Linked DNA regions of Zea mays: region 2 is linked to region 1. A link is a contact called in public Hi-C data. All regions are on one chromosome and are shown on one strand. Each heading gives the region's core, a stretch centred on a gene start, on an enhancer-like site or on the middle of the called end of the contact. The rest is flanking DNA. Distances are from core to core; before and after follow the strand shown. Region 1 holds the start of LOC100382408. Region 2 holds the start of LOC100275206.

Region 1 (2,660 bases), core at 91-2,590:
AATATGACCCAAAATCATGCTCGGGCTACCATGGCCTATAAGTATGTGGTGCTTCGACTATCTCCAGTGAAGTGTGTAAAATAGGGGATGACATTGTTTGACACTGTTTGTAGAGAAAAATTTAAAATATAGGATGCGATAGAGGATCTGTTGGAGATGGTCTTAGGCCGTGTCCTAGATCGAACGTGATTCGACATGATCTTTTACCTATATTATTAGGTATTGTGTCAATAAATCTATTAAAACTTTGAAGTCTAAGTGGCTTGAGAAATCAACTTAGTCCAGACAATACAATGGACCAGCTAGCAAGTCTTTAAGTCGTATTTGGGCTAAGCTAGCCTGTGGGCCGATGCGGCACGATACCATTAATAATCACGGCTATGTGCCTATGTGGTAATGTCTAGACGGGTCTATGATGTGTCAGACTAAGCTGTTCATTTGGGCATGGGGCCAGATGCACAACAATCGTGTATATGATGATTGTAAAAAATATTGTTCCGCATAGTAGATATATACTGTTTATAAAGTGGAGTTTAAAATAGAAGGTGATATAAGTAAAGCCGCTGAAGATAAAATTACGCAATGTGCTCAATCTTACTCAGGATGTGCTCAGGTCAGCATTACATTGTAAATCCAGCATGCTCGCAGTTGGAGCGGCGCGTAAGATCCGATCCGGATCCATCCTCCCAATACCAGAATTCCGGCCACCGCGCACCACCACCTGCATGATGGTTCGGCTAATGGACATTTCCCCGTCGGCCCTGCCTGGTGGGTGGCTCACCGCCGAAACACCCAGACCTTGAAACGCTGAGTCGTGGGCCCACTGGTAGAACACCGACTCGCGTCAATCTGGTACCAGGCCACGAACCCCGCGGCCCACAACCTGATTCCCAGCTCCTACTTGTAGCTACTTCCACTGCCATGTAGGACTCGGTGTCTGTTGCCCCACCAGCCAGTGAGATCATACTGTTGGTGTCGGCGACGCGGCGAAGAAGGCCCAAGCCCCAAACACATTACATTACCCGGTGAGTTAAATTCCTACCTGTCCTCTTCTCTCTGCCCAAGCCCCCCGCCACCAGCCCACCACCACTGTACAGCACACCACTCCTCGTCTGCTCCCTCAACACCCTCTCCTCTCCCTCCTTCAATGCGAGAAGCTCCGTCGGCGTGCGAGCTCTGAAGCCATGGTAGCCGGCGCCGGGAACCCGGGGCGTCCTGTCGCGGTTCTTGCCCTCCTCCTCCTCGCCGCCGCCGCGCCGCCCGGTGCCTGGGCCGGGTCCGCGGCCGTGAACGGGGACCGCCTCCGGGCAGAGCAGATCCGGAAGCAGGCCTCGGACGCGGCCGCATCCGCTGCCGCGCTCGCCGCGGCGTCGCGCCGGCTCCACCTGGACCGCGCGCGACACCTCCGCCTCCTCTCCTCGCTCCACCGCAACCTCACCAACACGCTCCGCGCCCTCTCCGTAGCCGCCGACTTCGCCTCGGACCCTTCCTCCGCCAACGTATCGTCCTCCCGCCAGCTCGACCTCCAAGCCAAGGACCTCATCCGCGCCGCGCGCGCCGCCATCGCCGACTCCAAGCCGCTCTTCGACCCGCAGCTCAAGATCCAGCGCCTCAAGGACACCATCTTCGCGCAGAACGAGCTGCTCGCGCGCGCCAAGAAGCGCGGCGCCTTCGCCTCCCTCATCGCCGCCAAGTCCATCCCCAAGCCGCTCCACTGCCTCGCTGTCCGCCTCACCGCGGAGCGGATTGCGAGGCCCGACCAGTACGCGGACCCGGTGCCGCCACCGCCGGCGCTCGAGGACCCCGCGCTCTTCCACTATGCAATCTTCTCCGACAACGTGCTCGCGGCCTCGTGCGTCGTGCGCTCCGCCGTTGCCAACTCCAACGATCCCTCCAAGCACGTCTTCCATGTTGTCACCGACCGGATGAACCTCGGAGCCATGCAGGTTTGCTGCATTCTGTTTCTCCATCTTGTGCTATTACCCATTTTGCACAGCATCTTGTTCCCAAAACGTGATCTTGTAGACTGACTGTTCATTCGGAGTTTCGGACTTGGGATTATTTTCCTATATGTGATGCCTTATCTTCTCTGTTCTGTATTTGGAACAAATCTAGCGTGCCCTTGGCACTGAATTCTACTCCCATCTGTTTTGCCAGTTACTAGCATATCTACACAGTGTAAGCTGAGTTCTAAGTTTTACTACCCAAAAGATATTGCGAGTTGCAGTGCACAAGCAAAACTAGCCACATAGCCCAAAAGAAGTCCTAGATCACCAAATCTTATAAAACAAAAGATTTTGGTAAATATCTTTTTGGGACATAATATCAGAACTGCTGATGCCAACTGCCTGTTTCAGAACTGACGAACTTTGCCCCTTGAGGGCTTATTCGGTTAGAGGTGGATTGAAGGGGGTTAAATCCTTTGCTAGTCAAAATTGAATAGAAAGATATTTAATCTCCCTCAATCGTCTCTAATCCCCATGCAGCCGAAAAAGGCCTCAAGGTTTTATTTTCCTTAAGAGATGGCGAGTGAAGATCAACCCCATTTGAGTACTATTGTGCTAATCACCGAAATATACTGGCTCCTATTTGCCTAAGTACTTCCTTTTCTTTTACCAAAGTGAATTTGATTCACATCTTGCATTACTAGTTTCTGCTGC
Region 2 (2,660 bases), core at 103-2,602, 160 kb before region 1:
GGGGAACATTCGTCTTTCACAAGTGAGCAGGCAAGGTAGGCATGGTTCCACATGAGCTGATCCACACCCAACAAAAGGATTTATTTGGCCAACGGTTCTCAGCTGGAGAGCTCCTAGGCATGGTTCCACATGAGCTGGTCCAGCTGGGCGAGCCATTTTGACTCGCTGACCAGCAAATCGAATCTTAACGTTGATAGATATATATCTGCTGAGTTACCTGATCCTAGTGCTGATCCGTTAGGATTCTTCCTGGTTGAAGAGTTTATGATACAAGACCCGTGTGGTTCAGCTAATCCAAATAGTCCTTGCACGAGAGATGGCTATTGTTTAAAAGGCCTAAGTCATTTAGATCTGAAACAGTTTTTTTTTTACGAAGCTGGCTACCCACTATACAGGCGCAGAAAAATGGTATTCTTGCCTGGAAAGGGAATGTACAAGTAGATAGTCTATGGGTTGTGCCACATAGTCTATCTGTGCACTGTGCTCAAGAAATGCCAGGCACATATTGATGTTGAGGCCTGTAACCAAACCTATCTGATCAAGTGTCTATTAAGTATGTCAACAAAGGATTTGACTGTGCATAGAATGAGGTTCAAGAATCGTGAGTCATCTGCTTCAGAATCTACAAAGGGTGACGGTACAGTAGATCAAGAAAAGACTAGCTCTGATGGTATCGATGAAATTGCTGAATATATGAAATCTAGATATCTTTCTTGCTGTGAGGATACATGGAGGCTGTTCGGGTTTGAGTTTCATGGTAAATTTCCTCTGCGGAGTGTCTTTTCGTGCATCTACCAGGATTGAACTTTGTTATATTGCAAGAGGAAACTGATCTGCAGAGCGTTGTCAATAATCAGAGGCAATTGTAAGAATGCAATTGTCGCGGGCGCACCTACAGCAGTGTCGCCGCCTACAGTAGCTACGGCAGGCCAGTAGCTACGGCTCGCACCTACAGCAGCAGTGTCGCCGCCTCGCCGGGGACGACGGATATCGCGGGCGCGGCACCCCCGTGCCCGTTCCCGTCCTCGTTCGCTTGTCTGATTAGATCCCCATCTGGCCGTTCGCACCCCCTCTCACGAAGGCACGCAGCCGAGCTCGCAGCGCACGCAGGGGCGGGGAGAACCGGACAAGTCAGAAGGTCCATCCGCGACGCGACCGCGACCCGCAAGGCAGGCGAGCCCGCCGAGGCGGAGGAGGGCACCTCGAGATCTCCTCAGCGCGGCTCGCGGGTCAGAAGCAGCGAGGTGGGGGAAGGGTGCTCACCCTGTCGCGAGGGAAGGCTGCTGTCGAGGTGAGGCACGCGTGAGCAGCGAGGATGGACCGGGAGGTGAGGCAAGAGCGGAGGATGCACCGTGCCGGCCGCCGCCGAGCTTCACGCGTGCACTGCTGGGAGGAGCTTTTTGCTATTATAGTATTCCTTTTATCAGGCTGCTCTCTTTTAGTACTTACAATTTTATCTTCTCTATAATAGTACTTACAAGTGAACATATCCTTTAAAATAGTATTTTAACCCATTTTTAATTGTTTTCATTTTATTTTCTTATTTCTCACCACCTAAATTAGCCGTACTGCTATATCAGTTCTAGCAGGAATTCATACTGCCAATGCTAGTATTTGTGTCTAGTTTGCTTAGATGCTATTGACCGGCTGAGGGATGAGGGTCACCAGCAACCGTTTGAACATGTTCTTGTCAAGGTAGATAGTAGTAGTTTTGTATATTATTTTTATTTGGCATGAAGATGGAAGACGAATGATAGACAAGGGAATTACTTGGAGTTGTTCAGCCGTGGATGATAGCTACTGTGATATATAACCTAACCGGTCAGTACGTCAGTAATAAATATGATCACACTTGTTGATGCATCTGAGAATTACACCTGCGATATCTAGTCTGTTGTATGTATGTATGTATGCATTCTTGTGATGAATAGAGATGTGGAGGGAGAGAGGAAAAGTAGGGAGTACGGTGCTGAGAAATAAGAAAAGAAAATAGAAATGATTAAAAAGAGGTCGAAGTACTATTTTAAAGAATAGGGTTACCTATGAATACTATTATGGAGAAGGTAAAATTATAAGTACTAAAAAGAAGAAGCCTAATGAAATGAGTATTATAATAACAAAAGCTCCTGCTGGGAGGGAGGGGAGAGGAATCGTTTTCTGTCTTCACAAGCTAAGAATCTGTTGTGGGCTTTAGATTTGGGCTAGGAAAGTGAGTGGAATGTTGATTTCCAATTTCAAGTGCATCCAAACAGGCTTGCCCTAGAATCTAATTCTAATTCAGCCCAATTAAGACCAAACAAACAGGCCCTCAGGGTTGACAAGCAGTAGAGGGAGCATTTTACTTGCATGAAGGATAAAGAAGCATGTTACTGCGGCCATTTATATGAACCAAACCGAAACTTGACCACAGTATTGTCCTCGCCTCAAATTCAGTAGTTTATTCATATAATATATCACTGAACATTACATCCTCGTCTCAAGTTCAGTAGTTTATTCATATATCACTGGAACATCACAGCCAGGCCTAAGCAATAAAGTTTACACGTTGAGGCCTAACTGGTCATAAAATACATCAGAGACCGGAGATCGCTTTCAGTAGTTCGTTAAGATTTTGTCTCGTGAGACACCATCTGCTACAAGGGATAAGGTGAGTTCCTGTA

The links. Hi-C and Micro-C count contacts between places; a contact is called where the count stands out from the background.
Region 2: a contact with region 1 is called in a Hi-C map of tassel, with 2.1 times the contacts expected there. The contact joins the promoter of LOC100275206 here to the promoter of LOC100382408 in region 1. A contact is called at or near these places in 6 of 25 Hi-C or Micro-C datasets (ear, endosperm, leaf and 3 more).

What each region holds. Positions count from the first base shown.
Region 1 is chr5:165,940,140-165,942,799 of Zm-B73-REFERENCE-NAM-5.0, reverse strand. LOC100382408 reads left to right here and starts at 1,340. Exons shown (of 3, transcript NM_001175152.1): 1 at 1,340-1,946. The coding sequence starts at 1,926.
Region 2 is chr5:166,097,338-166,099,997 of Zm-B73-REFERENCE-NAM-5.0, reverse strand. It overlaps LOC100275206, which reads right to left and starts at 1,352. Exons shown (of 4, transcript NM_001149352.2): 1 at 1,264-1,352. It overlaps LOC100282665, which reads right to left. Exons shown (of 5, transcript NM_001155573.2): 5 at 2,331-2,655. The coding sequence ends at 2,593.